2 separate regions of the Oryza sativa genome follow, and region 1 is linked to region 2. The links are chromatin contacts, called in public HiCAR-type maps. All regions are on one chromosome and are shown on one strand. Each heading gives the region's core, a stretch centred on a gene start, on an enhancer-like site or on the middle of the called end of the contact. The rest is flanking DNA. Distances are from core to core; before and after follow the strand shown. Region 1 holds the start of LOC4339101 (U-box domain-containing protein 16). Region 2 holds the start of LOC4339093.

The links. HiCAR-type assays count read pairs that join an accessible place to other places.
Region 1: a contact with region 2 is called in a HiCAR-type map of leaf, with 1.8 times the contacts expected there. The contact joins the promoter of LOC4339101 here to the promoter of LOC4339093 in region 2. A contact is called at or near these places in 1 of 15 Hi-C or Micro-C datasets (seedling) and 1 of 4 datasets of contacts at active chromatin or transcription factors (leaf).

Annotation. Positions count from the first base shown.
Region 1 is chr5:23,572,433-23,579,911 of ASM3414082v1, reverse strand. LOC4339101 (U-box domain-containing protein 16) reads right to left here and starts at 2,321. Exons shown (of 1, transcript XM_015782045.3): 1 at 31-2,321. The coding sequence starts at 2,245. The coding sequence ends at 212. It overlaps LOC112939161 (small nucleolar RNA Z247), which reads left to right and starts at 7,160; the gene lies at 7,160-7,298.
Region 2 is chr5:23,431,163-23,437,625 of ASM3414082v1, reverse strand. It overlaps LOC4339093, which reads left to right and starts at 3,361. Exons shown (of 3, transcript XR_010741523.1): 1 at 3,361-3,567; 2 at 4,118-6,331; 3 at 6,446-6,463. It overlaps LOC136356685 (extensin-like), which reads right to left and starts at 1,479. Exons shown (of 3, transcript XM_066310930.1): 1 at 1,423-1,479. The coding sequence starts at 1,479.

The DNA.
Region 1 (7,479 bases), core at 1,072-3,571, 140 kb before region 2:
TATGTGACAAGATTTGGAGAGAAATGGATCTTTGTATAATTGTATGTGCAGTTTATCAATTACTCAAACTGGTCCCATGAACCAAAGAATCGTGAAGGCCTTGAAGGCAAGAAACAATTTTTTTTTTTGTACAAGCATTCGTTGTGCGTGGGAAAAAAAATCGAAATTTTATCTGCTCCTATGAATTAATCAATGTGGCCGTGGTGGAATTTCACGACGCTGTAATGGCCGTCGTCGTGACGTCGGAGGTGGCGGGGTACTCCGCGGTTTGCTCCGCCGCGGCCCAACGCCGGCATGCCCTGCCGAGCGACGCGGCCTTGCGCCGCGCGCGCTCCGTGCCGGTGGCCATCAGCTCCCATATCGCCCACTCCACGCCGGAGACCGACATCACCTGCGCCACCACGGCGGCGCCCACGCGGCGGCAGAGCAGCACCAGCGCGGCGGCCGCGCACTCCCTTGACCACTCCGTGCCGCGCCGCAGCTCGGCCACGAGGCGCACCACCGCGCCGTCGATGTTCACGATCGCCTCCGCGCCGCCGCGCTTGGCCAGCGACGCCAGCACCGCCACGGCGGTCTCCTCCTCGCTGATCGCCGACAGCGCCGCCTCCGCGGCGCCGGCTTCCACGAGCTTCCCGACGTTCTCCCTCTCGCCGGACAGGCACAGGAGCGCGGCGATCGCGTCCTTCTTGGTGCTGGAGGGGCCGGTGCGCACGAGGTGCACGACCCTCTCGACGACGCGTGGGTTCCGGCCAAGCCGGCGGCGGTAGGAATGGACGGACGCCAGGCTGAGCACGGTGGCCGCCGCGTTCTCCTTGGCGCGCCACGTCGCGCCGGAGCCCATGGCGTGGCAGATCGCCTCGACGGCGCCCTCGGCGTGCATGATGCGCTTCTTGTTGGCGTCGAGGATGGACAGGTTGAGCAGCGCCGTGACGGCGTTGAGCTGGGTGGCGGTGTCGTCGGAGTGGAGCAGCGGCACGAGGAGCGGGACGGCGCCGGCCTCCCCGATGAAGGCGCGCGTGTCGTTGCCGGACCTGGCGAGCTGCCGGATCTCGTGCACCACGCGGTTGGCCGCGGCGGGGGAGAAGGAGACGGAGAGCTTCTTGACGAGGAACGACGCCGTCATGCGCGCCGCCTCCAACGCCGCCTTGTTCGCGGTCACCACCGGCGCTGGCTCGGGCTTGCTTGGCTCGGAGCTCTCCATGGCGACGCCGTTCTCCCGGCACCACCGCGAGATCAAGTTCTTGAGCGCCTTGTTGGGGACAAGCTCCAGATTGGCCAGCACCTGCCCAGTCTTGGGGCACGTCGACTTGCCGGAGCCGAACCACCGGGTGATGGACTCCCGGTCGTACGTCTGGCCGCTCGCCGACACAACCGGGTCGCGCATCAGATCGAGAGAGATGGGGCACCGGAAGTCCGGCGGCGGCGACGGCGGCTCGGCGTCGTCGTCATCGTCATCGTCGTCAACATCCACCTTGGTGTCCATCGGCCGCGGCGTGGCCGCGGTGAAGAGGACGCACTTGGCGTACCGGAGGAGCCCAACGAGCGCAATCATGGCCGACGTCCACCTCTCCGCCACGCGGTCGCCGATCTCCCGCTCCAGTGTCTCGATCTCGTCGCTGCAGCACGCCGGGTCGTTGATGCCAACCTCCTCGAGGATGCCCTCCAGCCTCTCCCTCTCCGGCACGATCTCCCTCTCCACCTCCTGGATCAGCGCCAGCACCCCGGTCTTCAGCTCGTGCTCCGCGGCGTCCGCCGACGGCGAGCTCCGCCGGCACTGCCGGGACGCGAGCGCGAGGAGGTCCACCACGTCGTCGGCGAGCCCGAGCTCGGGAACGGGGAGAAGATCCAGCAGCGTGGCCAGGTCATGCTGCAGCTCACGCACCCGCGCCGCCACCTCGTCGGCCTGCAGTAGCAGCCGCATCCGGCTGCGCGCCGAGCAGTCGGCCACCACCGCCTTGAACCGCTGCAGCACGAGCAGCACCTCGCGCAGGCACAGCGACGCCGACCGCGGCAGCCTCCCGCACCGGAGCAGGTCGTCGAACACCGCGGCGAGAAGCTTCGCGCGCCTGGACACCGCCGCGAACACCGTCTCCAAGAACGGCGCCGGCGCCTCCGCCGCAGCCAGATCCCTCGCCAGGCGGTGCAGCGATCGGAGGATCTCCCCGTCGGACGCCGACGAGGAATACGAAGAAGACGACGACGGCGGCGGCGGCGACGCGGCAGCCGCGTTCCTCGCGTTGGCCATTTTGTTGCTGACTTTCTTTTGCAGTAACCGAACGAACAAATCGAATTGGAACTCAGAAAAAAATTTGTATGGTTGCGGAGACGAAGGCGTGAGGCCGTAGTATATATATACGTGCGAGAGAGACGTTTAGCGCGTTGAGTTGTTCGAGAGCTGGGAAGGGGTTGGAAGTGGAACCTGGAAGGAATCCTCCTGACTTTTGTTTACCTTGATGTGATGGCTACCCATCGTGTGCTTATTTTATTGAGTTCTCCTTATTATTTTTTTTTTTTGGTTTGATAGACTGAAGAAGATGTTGTGAGTTTCTGACCGCTGGATTGTGGTCGATGGACGGGTGAGATGGGTGTGTTTTGGTGGGGGTGTGTTTGATGACTCAGCTTGGGGCTGGCTGGCCGGCTGGGTTTGGTTTTGAGTTGATCGGATCGCTTCCAAGCAATGCTTTCTTATGAGAAGGCCGGGTTAAGGGTTGGAAATATTCCTCTAAGCTCGTGCCAATGTGCATGTGTGTGCAGGGCGGCAGGGTCACTCGTGACCATTTCCTCTTCGATCTGTTGGTGAACACAATGTAAAAGTACTTCGTTCAAAAAAAAAAAAGAAGAATGTAAAAGGACTGTAGCTAAATGCTTCCTCCCTCACAGGCCTACGCGAAGCTTAAGGGCTAAGGCCTCCTTTTGTGAAGAATTGCTTAACGCGGGGAAACTTTATCTACTGTTACACTAGTTTGTTGAATGCAAATAGGTTATACATCTGTGATTTGTCATGCACCACGCCTTGAGAGCTTTCCAGCTAGCTAGATTCAAATCTAATGTCACGTTGATCCAAACAGATAGACAAGGAATCCCCAAAATCAAAAGTAGAGTAGGAAATTAAGAAACGAGCATAAATTTACAGTACCCGTCGCTGTACTAACCCAACAACATAATCCTACTATAGAAGTAGCAACCGAAAGGAACAAAATATGGCGGCGACGGCTCATTCACGTCGGCCACCGCCGCCGATGGCTAAAATCAACAGCTGCCCAGGCCGAATTCCACACAGTATAGTACACGCAGTACGGCAGCAATGAAGGCAGGAACGATCTCATCTCATTCTCACGCCAGACGAAGGCGAGAATAATAAACAAACCGGCCAAAACCGGATCGCACGATCAGCATCCAACGCCACGTAGCGGTCAAAGTTTTCTTCACGGATCCGGGCAAATGAAAAGGATCCCAGTTTGACCGCCCCAAAAGTAAACAGGCGATCAAGTTATACAGGTCACCGAACACGCGCGATAGATAGATCGAGCACGCACATGCGGATTAAACTAGTAGTATAAAATACTCCCTCCATTTTAGGTGATAAGATGTTTTGGCTTTGATCAAACTCAAACTACTTTTAAACTTTTAAGTTTAATTAAATAAACCCAAGATAAATTTATTATAAAAATATATTTAATTATTAATTTAATAAAACTAATTTGGTAATATAAATATTATTACTATATTTCTTTACAAACTTAGTGAAATTTAATACGGTTTGACTTTGACTATATTTAAAATATCTTATAACCTGAAACGGTGGGATTACATATTTACCAGCCGTCCTAATCCAATCGAGTAATCTATGCGTGATTGGTAGCCCGCGGCTAGCCGGGATTAACGTTTGACTTGATCAGAAACCACACGCACGATCTCGCGAATTAGCGGCCACGGCGACACGTGGCGGCAGCGGAGCAGCGGCGTCAACCTCTGACCACCGGCCGGGCCGGCCCGGCTGGTAATTAGTGGAGCGCGGTAAGCTCCAGCTACTAATCCAACGAGCAAAGCGGCCGTTCTCGCGTGGGCGGCGCCACGTTACGACGTGGTGGAGATTAACCAGGTAATAACACCAGGCCACACGCCTCTGCCGCCCCAAATCGCCGAAACGTTTCCGCGACGCGACGCGACGCGATAAGATGCGCGCGCGGGAGGATTGCGTGTACGTACGGGGAGGATGCGCGGGGGCGTGACGTCGTGGGGGCGCCGCAATCGCGACGAGTAGCGAGCGGTAGCGGCTCGTCGCGAGGTGCATCGGCTTACTAGCTTGGGAGAGCGACGTGTGCGCGCGGTGATGCCATCGTATGCGTGTGGAACCGTACAGGACGCGATGCAGACGCATACGCGATCTCGAGCGCCTGCTAGCTAGCGGCGACACGTACGGCCGGCGGTGTCACTCGCACACCGTATGGTGATGGGGATGCCCAGCAGCAGCCAGATGGGGGCCGGGGCCCCTGGGACTCGCGAGCGTGACATATCCGGATGCGCCATTTACGATCGAGTGGTCGCTACTAGCTACTAGCTGATCTATCGGATGCGGTGACACGCTCACACACACTACCCGGTGCGGTGACACACACTGACACGGCTTTCCTGGGCCATCGTCCATGCCGGCCACGTGGTCCGTCGGTTGAGGGACCGTGAGGTTTAACGTTTACGTGTGTGTTTAATGGATGCATGATACCGCGGTATTACAAGCTTATGGATATGCTTGGCTGTACGTACGCACGCACGTATACATGATACGCGCTACGTTGTGTATTCACTATTGAGTAGTACGTGGATGGTTGAGTTCAACCAGCAATATTGAGTACAAGCGTATGGGATCAGAGTATGATGACAATAGCAGTGCGTCACAGATTTATACCGAACCCTACATAACACGTAGACTAAGAACTGTATTTATCATATGCTCCACAATACAAATCATTTGTAGTGGGTCTCGTCATTATTTCTCCTTCACTTTTTCTCCCCATCTCTCTCCTCTCCTAGCAATTTTGCCTGGCGGAGAGAAAGTGAGCGTCTCCCTGGCGACTGAGCTACGCACCCGCAACGAACGGCACAACGGAGCTCGGCGGCGGCCTAGCCCAAGCGCGGCGCCGCTTCTCCTCCTCCTCCGACTATTAGCGGATGACGCGGGGGGAGCTCGGCGACGCGCCTGCGACGGACAGCGCGGCGGAGTTCGGCAGCGCGCTTGCGGGGGACTACGCGGCATAGCTCGACGCCGTCGATCTGTCACTGTTGCGTTTGGAGGCGGCGCGGAACAATGACAACGATGAAGTTAGGTGCTAGATCCACCACCTTCTCTTCCTCCGCCGCCGGCATCTTCCTTTTTACGCCCTACGCCACCGCAGTTGCTATCTTCTCTTCTTCTCCCTATACCGCCGCCGCCGTTGCATGGGTATGGGGGCGTCGCATGGGGCCATGCCCCCTCCCAATGTGCCCCTCGCCCCACGCCTGCCAGTTCTGACGAAGAACGGGTTGCTTTGTTTGGCTCCGTGTTCTTCGGTTGGAAAAGGTAGATGTGTGCGTGGCGTCGAATTTTCGACGTGGATGGTCAGGGTTGAACGCTATGAGATCCTGAGTTAACTTTTCGTGGAATCGTTCTTTAGTTTCTCGGCTCGAGAGTAGAAAACTAGAAATGTACAATGATGTATATATATACAGTGCTGCATACTACTGCAGAGTGCAGAGCTTAAGTTTCATGTGTCAATTATAGTACTTATGCATTTGTAAGAGAGAGTATCAATAATATTCAACGGGAAATGATGGATTAAAGAATTAACTCTGTCAGCACTTCAACTAGTAATGTCAATGATGGATCAACAGTCCAAAGTCCATAATATACTAAGCACGCAACTAGTACCAAATGTCAGCGTAACTTCTAGAAGTAGATAATGAAAACACTCAGAAGCGGACCAAGGAAAGAGCTTATGTAATTATATTAATCACCATCACTTGTATTTGCATAAGGACGTAATGCAGATCGCTATTACTCAAAAGCTAGATTGTTCAACCACTGCCTATAAAAATCATAAAAAAAAGAAAAAAACATAATACCTCGAACGAAATCATAGGACGCGATGCATATACGCATACACGATTGAGCGCCTGCTAGCTAGCGGCGACACGTACGGCGGTGTCACTCGCACACCGTATGGTGATGGGGATGGCCATCAGCAGCCAGATGGGTGTTGGGGCCGGGGCGCCTGGGACTCGCGAGCGTGACATATCCGGATGCGCCATTTACGATCGAGTGGATCGCTACTAGCTAGCTGATCTATCCGGTGCGGTGACACGCTCACACACACTACTCCGGTGCGGTGACACACACTGACACGGCTTTCCTGGGCCATCCATGCCGGCCACGTGGTCCGTGTTAGAATTACAAGAGTCCTCGTACATGTGACAATGATACACGCATATGTTAATACAGTGTATATGTCGTATCTATGGTTAGAGATAGAATCGGTTTTAGTTTTCTTTCATGTATTGAAAGATGTAATATGTCTCCAATCTGTGAGGGCTATTCTTGCCTATATTAACATGCAACGCGGCCTAGAGAGAGGTAAGATGCTTCTGCCAGATTTACATGGTATCAGAGCAGGATAGCCACGACGAGATTGCATCTACGGCAATGGCGAGTTCGTCTAGTTCCAGCGGCGCCAACCCTCTCTCGGGACAACCTATTCCAGAGAAGCTTACCAGGAATAACTTCCTGTTATGGAAGACACAGATCTTACCAGCAATCAGAGGTGCATGCATGGAAGGTTACATCACCGGCGCAAAGCAAGCTCCAGCTGCAGAAGTTGACGCCAAGGAAGGTGATAAGCTTGTCAAGGTTTCCAATCCAGCCTATGAGACTTGGGTTGCTGAAGACCAGCAGGTGCTAAGTTATATGTTGGCATCGGTATCAAAGGAGATTCTGACTCAGGTTGTCAATATAGAGACAACCGCTGAAGCCTAGAGGGCAATCACAACGATGTTGTCCTCCCAGTCTCGATCGCGTGCTCTGAACACGCATCTCGCGTTGTCGACAACTCGCAAGGGTGACCTCAGCGTTGCAGAGTATATCGGGAAGATGAAATCATTGGCAGATGAGATGGCATCTGCTCGGAAGCCGCTTGATGACGAGGAGATGATGTCTTATATTCTCGCTGGACTCGATGATGACTATGAGCCTGTTGTGTCCAATCTGGTTGGAAGGGCAGAGCCGGCTCCTATCACAGAAATCTATTCTCAGCTTCTAAGCTTTGAAAGCAGAGCTAGATTGCGGCAGCAGGCGAGCTCTTCATCTGTCAACAGCGCCAAGCATGGAGGGAAGAATAATGGCGGCTTCAACAGCAACTTCAACAGCAACTCAGCCAATTCCTTCCGCGGGCGCGGAGGTGGTGGTCGCGGCGATCGTGGCGGTCGCGGCCGAGGAAATGGTGGCGCGCG
Region 2 (6,463 bases), core at 2,112-4,611:
CTGCCATCGTCCCAATACGTAGCCGCCTGATCTTGCTGGTTGGTAGGAAGATATCAACGATGTCAGTGAGACCCCGTTGGGCCAGCCTCCTCATCTGCTTATCCTCTTCGCCAAGCTAGCATAACGAGTGTTCCCGTCCCACCGTCTTTCCTGTCTCCGGTGACTCTCTGTCATTGTATTTGTCATCGTCAGCCGCTGTTTCCTAACCAAAAGTTCCACTTTACCTCCACCATCCTTCTCCATTCATGTGGCGACTAGTGATGTCCTCCTCTTCCCTCTCCTCTTATCCCCTCCCTAACCCAGAATGGTAAGCCTTAATTCATCGGGTCATTGGCGGTCATCGAAGCTGAAGAAGGAATGTAGCATGAATCGTGGAGTGGATCTAATGGTGGATTTCTTTCTACCATAAAATTTCTGTCATATGAAACTTAGGCGATTCCATATTTTAAATAAGAAAACCCAATGTTGTCATCGACGTAGTGCAACAGATGCCTCGCAGAATCCAAAACCATAGCCACTACAGGATCGCAAGAAAAACCATGCTCTAGGGGGTTATTTGGTTTGTGGCTATCTTTACCAAACCACAATTAAGATAAGTTGTGGCTTGTCACAAAAGTTGTGGCTCATAAATTCTTAGCAACACCTTAGACAAGCTTACTTAAAAAATTGGGTCAATGATACGTGGGACCATATGGTTGAAAAGTGTGGCGAGTCACAGATGTGACAATGAACTAAACGATTGTAAAACCTTAGACATCGTAAATTGAAGATAGCAACCAAACGGCCCCTAGATATCTTGTTGATGGTGATTTCAGTGATTTGTTGTGAGGGCAACTCCACGCAGCTCAAGTGGCAGAAGTGTCCAGTCCCCAGTTGCTATGCTTATATAGAGTTGCACAATGTCAAAGCTAGCCAGGCTCCATCGATTGGGTCATGTCGTGTTTTTTCTCTCTTCAGGACGAGCACACATACGGTGATCGATGTCTTGTCAGATATCATTCGGATCGCAACCTGATCCATCGATAGATTCGGATTTAATTTGCAGGCTACTCGTTGTCCTTTCTACACTAATTACTCGGTGATTACTCCGCAACTAGCCATTAGCTAGCCTTGATCAGTCTTGGACGATATATTGCACCTTTACGCATGATGACGAAAACACTGTTGGGCTAATAACTATTCTTTCCGTTCCTAAATATTTGACGCCGTAAATTTTTTAAATATACTTGACCGTTCATCTTATTTAAAAAATTAATTAATTAATAATTATTTTATTATCATTTGATTTATTGTTAAATATGTTTTTATGTATACATATAGTTTTATATATTTTACAAAAGTTTTTGAATAAGACAAACGGTTAAATATGTTTAAAAATATTAACGATGTTAAATATTTAGAGATGGAGGAAGTCCTCCGTACCATGAGCTGATGAAGTGATGAGCAGGTGTTGTCGTATAGTCCTGGATCTGGAACCATACGCGTGACGTGTAGTAGAAAAACATCTTCAAGCCCTACTTTTCGCTCTAGTTAGGAGGTTGTGTTTTTTTTTTTAAAGTCAACCTTTCCCTCTTGACACGTAAAACAGATCGATGAATTAACACATGATTCCGTTAATTGAGTGCGCAGTGCTTCTATCAGCTAACAAAAACTTTCTAAGAAAAGATCGAAATTGATTTTCTTGAACCAACTTGAAAGAATGAGAAAACGTGTGCGTGAAAAATGAGAAGAGGAGAAGTTGGTAGCCCACCACGGCCCACGCTGGTGAGGACGCTAGGTCCATTTTGGTCTGATCGGAACTGGATTGCGGCATACGTGTAGCCCATTTTAGTTGGGCCGGAACGGGGTCGCGGGTGGTGCGGGCCATGATTAAGGCTGGCTGAGTGAGTGGGCCGTTACATGGGGTGTATGGGCCCAAAAGGCCTACGTACGCGACATGCACTGGTCTTCTTGTACTCTGCCAGGGCGACACGAACACAAAGCCGCAGTTATCTAGCCGACAATTTTGGCTGGTAATTCTAGAAGATAATTTACTAGAAACAGCAATAAATAAATAAAAGGCCTGTTTAGATCCATTTGGAATGACAAATGACAAATGGCAAAAGTTTTGGTGGCAAAAGTTTTTGCATTGCAAAAGTACTAGTTGGTGTTTAGATGTATGTAAAAGTTTTGCCATTCTAGCACTAAAGTGTGAGAGAGAAAGAGAGATGGAGTGGTCCCAAAGCACTTTTTGGCATAATTTGCTACTATGGACTAGCAAATGCCAAATACCAAATTGACAACTTTTGCTACTAGTGTTTAGATCCAAAATAACAAAAAATGCTACAAAATGGTAAAACTTTTACCATTTTGGAGGATCTAAACTGGGCCAAAAACATCTTTTTCCCTGATTTTTTTAAGACACCTTTCCCCCAAGGATGCCATATGAAATAAATATGACTCATAGCTCCCTGGTTAGCATAAAAAGTTTATAAACAAATTTTGGTGGCAGTTGAACATGAAAAGGGATTTTGTACGCAATAATTATTGTCAAGCTCCGTGGTAGCAGCGAAAAATTATAAATAAACTGTAGACGCACTTGATCATTCAAATATTTAATACCAAAAGACCTAATAATTTGCAACTGGCTAAAGATTAAGTATACTCAACATGTGCACGCCATTATACCCAATGTTCTTCTGTGCACTATCCTCACGTAATATACACCTTCGTACCATAATATAATAACTTTTAATTTAAATTAAAAAAATACTGTACTACCTCCATCAAAAAATAATTGTGACACTTATATCTATTGAGAAAAAAAAAGACTATGATTTATGGGGGCAATTAGTGCTCTAGAGTGATAATTATTTAGGGATGAATCTTCAATCAAAAAATACAATTATTTTGGAACGAGAGGGAGTATATTTTTGAGCTGTACTTAACAAATTGCAACTGCCACCTTAATGATTATTCTACTTTCCAATCGCCATTCCGGGAAAGCTCCCAATGCCCGCCCCTCTGAATCCCCCCTCCCATATCCCTCTGTACGCAAAAGCCGTTGAAAAAAAATATATTATTCGGACAAAAAGGCGTAAAATCCCGCGTGTCGCCGGGTCACCCAACGCCACGCGCCGTTCAACCGCTTGGCGGAGAAGCTCCCCCTTTTCTCACGTGGAAACCACCGTTCGCTTCGTTAACCTCCGTTTCGTACGACGGAGGAGCGGAGGAAAAAGAGGCATGCATTTCGTGCGTGTGGTCCGTAACGGGGAAAACGAGACGGAGGAATCTGACTTTCCCGCACGGCCATGTTGACTCCGCCGCCCCACATCGTCGAGAAGGAGAAGAAAAAAAAAAAAAAGGAAAAAAGAAGTCCTCGTTACGCCTTTCCCTGTCTCCTCCTCCTCTTCTTCGGTTCTTCCTCCGCCCCACTCCACCCAATCCTGAATCCGCCCCCCCCCCCCCCCCCCGAAGCAGCAGCGGCGGCGGCTGGCGGGAGGAGGAAGGCAAGGATCCGGCGGGGAGAGGCCGCCTCTCTTTCCCTTCCTTCGCGTCCGTCGTCCTGCTTGCTGCGGCCTGCAGCTGGTGAGTGAACCGCTTCTCTCTCGTTCATCTCTAGTAACGGTTAGCTACTGGATCTGTTCTTGCTTCTGTGCTCGCTTTGATGGAGTGCGCTGTAGGTTGCCTCGCTCGCTTGCCTTCACTTGTCTTCGGATAATATATCAAAAAAATTTAAAAAATAAAACATAAAGTTGGAATCATGGTTTTCCTCAATCAAAAAATAATAATAAGAAGAAGTTAGAATCGGTCATGGCTGTGTGTTGGGATAGATGGGGGTTTATTCACTTTATTGGCTCAAATTACAAACGTTTCGGTGCCCAATTTGGTGGTATTTCAACCTTCAGGCGCCAGACATACAATGGATAATCTTAGTACGAATGAGGCGTGCACAGTAGCTAATGCTTGCATGGATGATAAATTTTGCTCTTTCTGCTGGCTATTCTCCATTGGCAGCTAATTTAGCAACAAACATTAGCATGTAAAATTACGCATTACATTCCAGTTATCCGTCCAAAAAATTGATACCAATATGGCGCGCTTTGCTTAATTATGGGTCTCTTTCTGTTTGGCGCAGAGCTTGGCGGACAATAATACATATGCTTGTCCTTGCAAACCTATAGTACAGCGATCCTTTCTGTGGAACATTGCATCAGTCTAGAAATAGATTGGAAAGGGGTTTAGCTTGCGTATACTATCTGAGACTCTGGCTCGACAGAATGGTCTCCAATGGTAATGAAGATCTTAAAGCGGATGTTGAACTAGTAGAGTCGACAACAGTGGACAATGATACTGGAGCCCCAGGTGCCAGTACTCTTCCTACTCAAGGTGTTCCACGACAAGGGAAGCAGCGGAATGGGTTTCTGAATTTCTGTAATCGCTTTTCCAGTGGTGACAGGTTTAAGAAGTTGGGTCCTTCGCCTTCATTCAAGTTTCGACAGCTTGCACTTGAGCGAGATGAGTTCTCACGTTCCATCCACTCTGACAGCCATGATAATCATGAGCACTTCCAGTTTATCAGGAAAATTAATTGGGGCCATCTGTGGGTAATGTGCAAGGATTGGATAAAAGAGCCTCTTAATATGGCCCTTTTTGCTTGGATTGCTTGTGTTACTGTATCTGGTGCAATACTATTCCTTGTCATGACTGGAATGCTCAATCGTGCATTGCCTAGCAAATCACAAAGAGATGCCTGGTTTGAAGTAAACAACCAGATTTTGAATGCATTATTCACACTCATGTGCCTTTATCAACACCCAAAGCGGATATATTACTTTGTGCTGTTGTGTCGATGGGAGCAAAAGGATGTTTTGGTCCTTAGAAAAACATATTGCAAAAATGGAACATACAAGCCCAATGAATGGATGCACATGATGGTGGTTGTGGTCCTCCTTAATTTGAACTGCTTTGCTCAGTATGCCTTATGTGGTCTCAACCTAGGATACCGCAGATCTGAACGACCTCCTATCGGTGTTGGCCTGACCATTTCCGTTGCTATCGGGGCAGCGGCATTTGCTGGATTGTATAACATTATCAGTCCTCTTGGGAAGGATTATGACACAGAACTGACTGAAGTTGACCAAGAAGCACAAACTGAACTCACCAGGCCAGCAACCTCACGAACATCACTTGAAAAGAGATACTCTTTCATTCAAAGTGAAGAGCGCCGTTTTGTGGAGAGTAGGCCTGAGTGGGTTGGTGGACTAATGGATTTCTGGGACAATATATCTCTTGCCTACCTGTCAATTTTCTGCAGTTGCTGTGTGTTTGGATGGAATATGCAGAGGCTTGGATTTGGTAACATGTATGTCCATATTGCTACATTTATGCTCTTTTGCCTTGCTCCGTTTTTCATCTTCAACCTGGCTGCTGTCAATATTAACAATGAAAACCTTCGAGAAGCATTAGGGCTTACCGGTCTCGCACTTTGCTTTTTCGGCTTACTGTATGGTGGCTTTTGGAGAATACAGATGAGGAAGAGATTTAACCTACCTGCGAACAACTTCTGCTGCCGCAGTGCAGAAGCCACAGATTGCTTCCAGTGGTTGTGCTGCTCCTCATGCTCCCTTGCCCAGGAGGTGAGAACTGCTGATTATTATGATATTGCTGAAGATAGGTCATATACAGAGCAGATTACTGCGAGAAGCCAGCATGTAATGACCCCATTGTCGCGCGAAGATGGTTTGCCTCTTTTTAGGTCAAATCCAGGTTCGCCATACAGGAGCAGCACTGCTAGTCCATCGATCTTCATTATGGAGAGTCCATCAGCTCCACGGAGATCACCTGGACCTAGCCCTCTGGGGGGTTCGCCGACAATGGGCGACAGGACAATGAAGGCGCCTACTCCATCTGTTCTCCACAGAGACGGTGAGCCCGAATTGTAGTACCGGGAAATGCAATGAAGCATTAGTTATCCTGAGTCTATTTTGTATATTTGATGTAAAGAAAACTACCATACACCTTTTTTTTTTCATCTGCAGCTTCCATGCAACTGCCATTGCTTATGAAATGTATAGACTAGACCATCATTTCAGTTCAGTTCTGTACTACTCTGTAAGATTTCTTTTTGAGGTGAAGTGAATGGTAAGCGAGAGTTGTCAATTTACTATCCAATTTTGTGCTGGGAAATTCATGGCTAACAAGAAGATGTCCGTGAATTTTTTAATATGCTCTCATGCCATCTGTAGATCATTCAGTTCTCCCCTGACCAGCCTGTTTACTTCATCAATCACAAAACCGTGACGCAATGGACATTTTGCTTCAGGATTCGACATCAACCTTTTCATTATTGGTACTGAACCTATGTTTGACAGCTTCAGCGCCGTCAGTCCGTTCCATCATCTGAAATCATCTGATGTGATACGTTGATACAACTAAAAACTCTACTATCTCTGTAACCTGCTAGGTCAATGAATGGCACAGC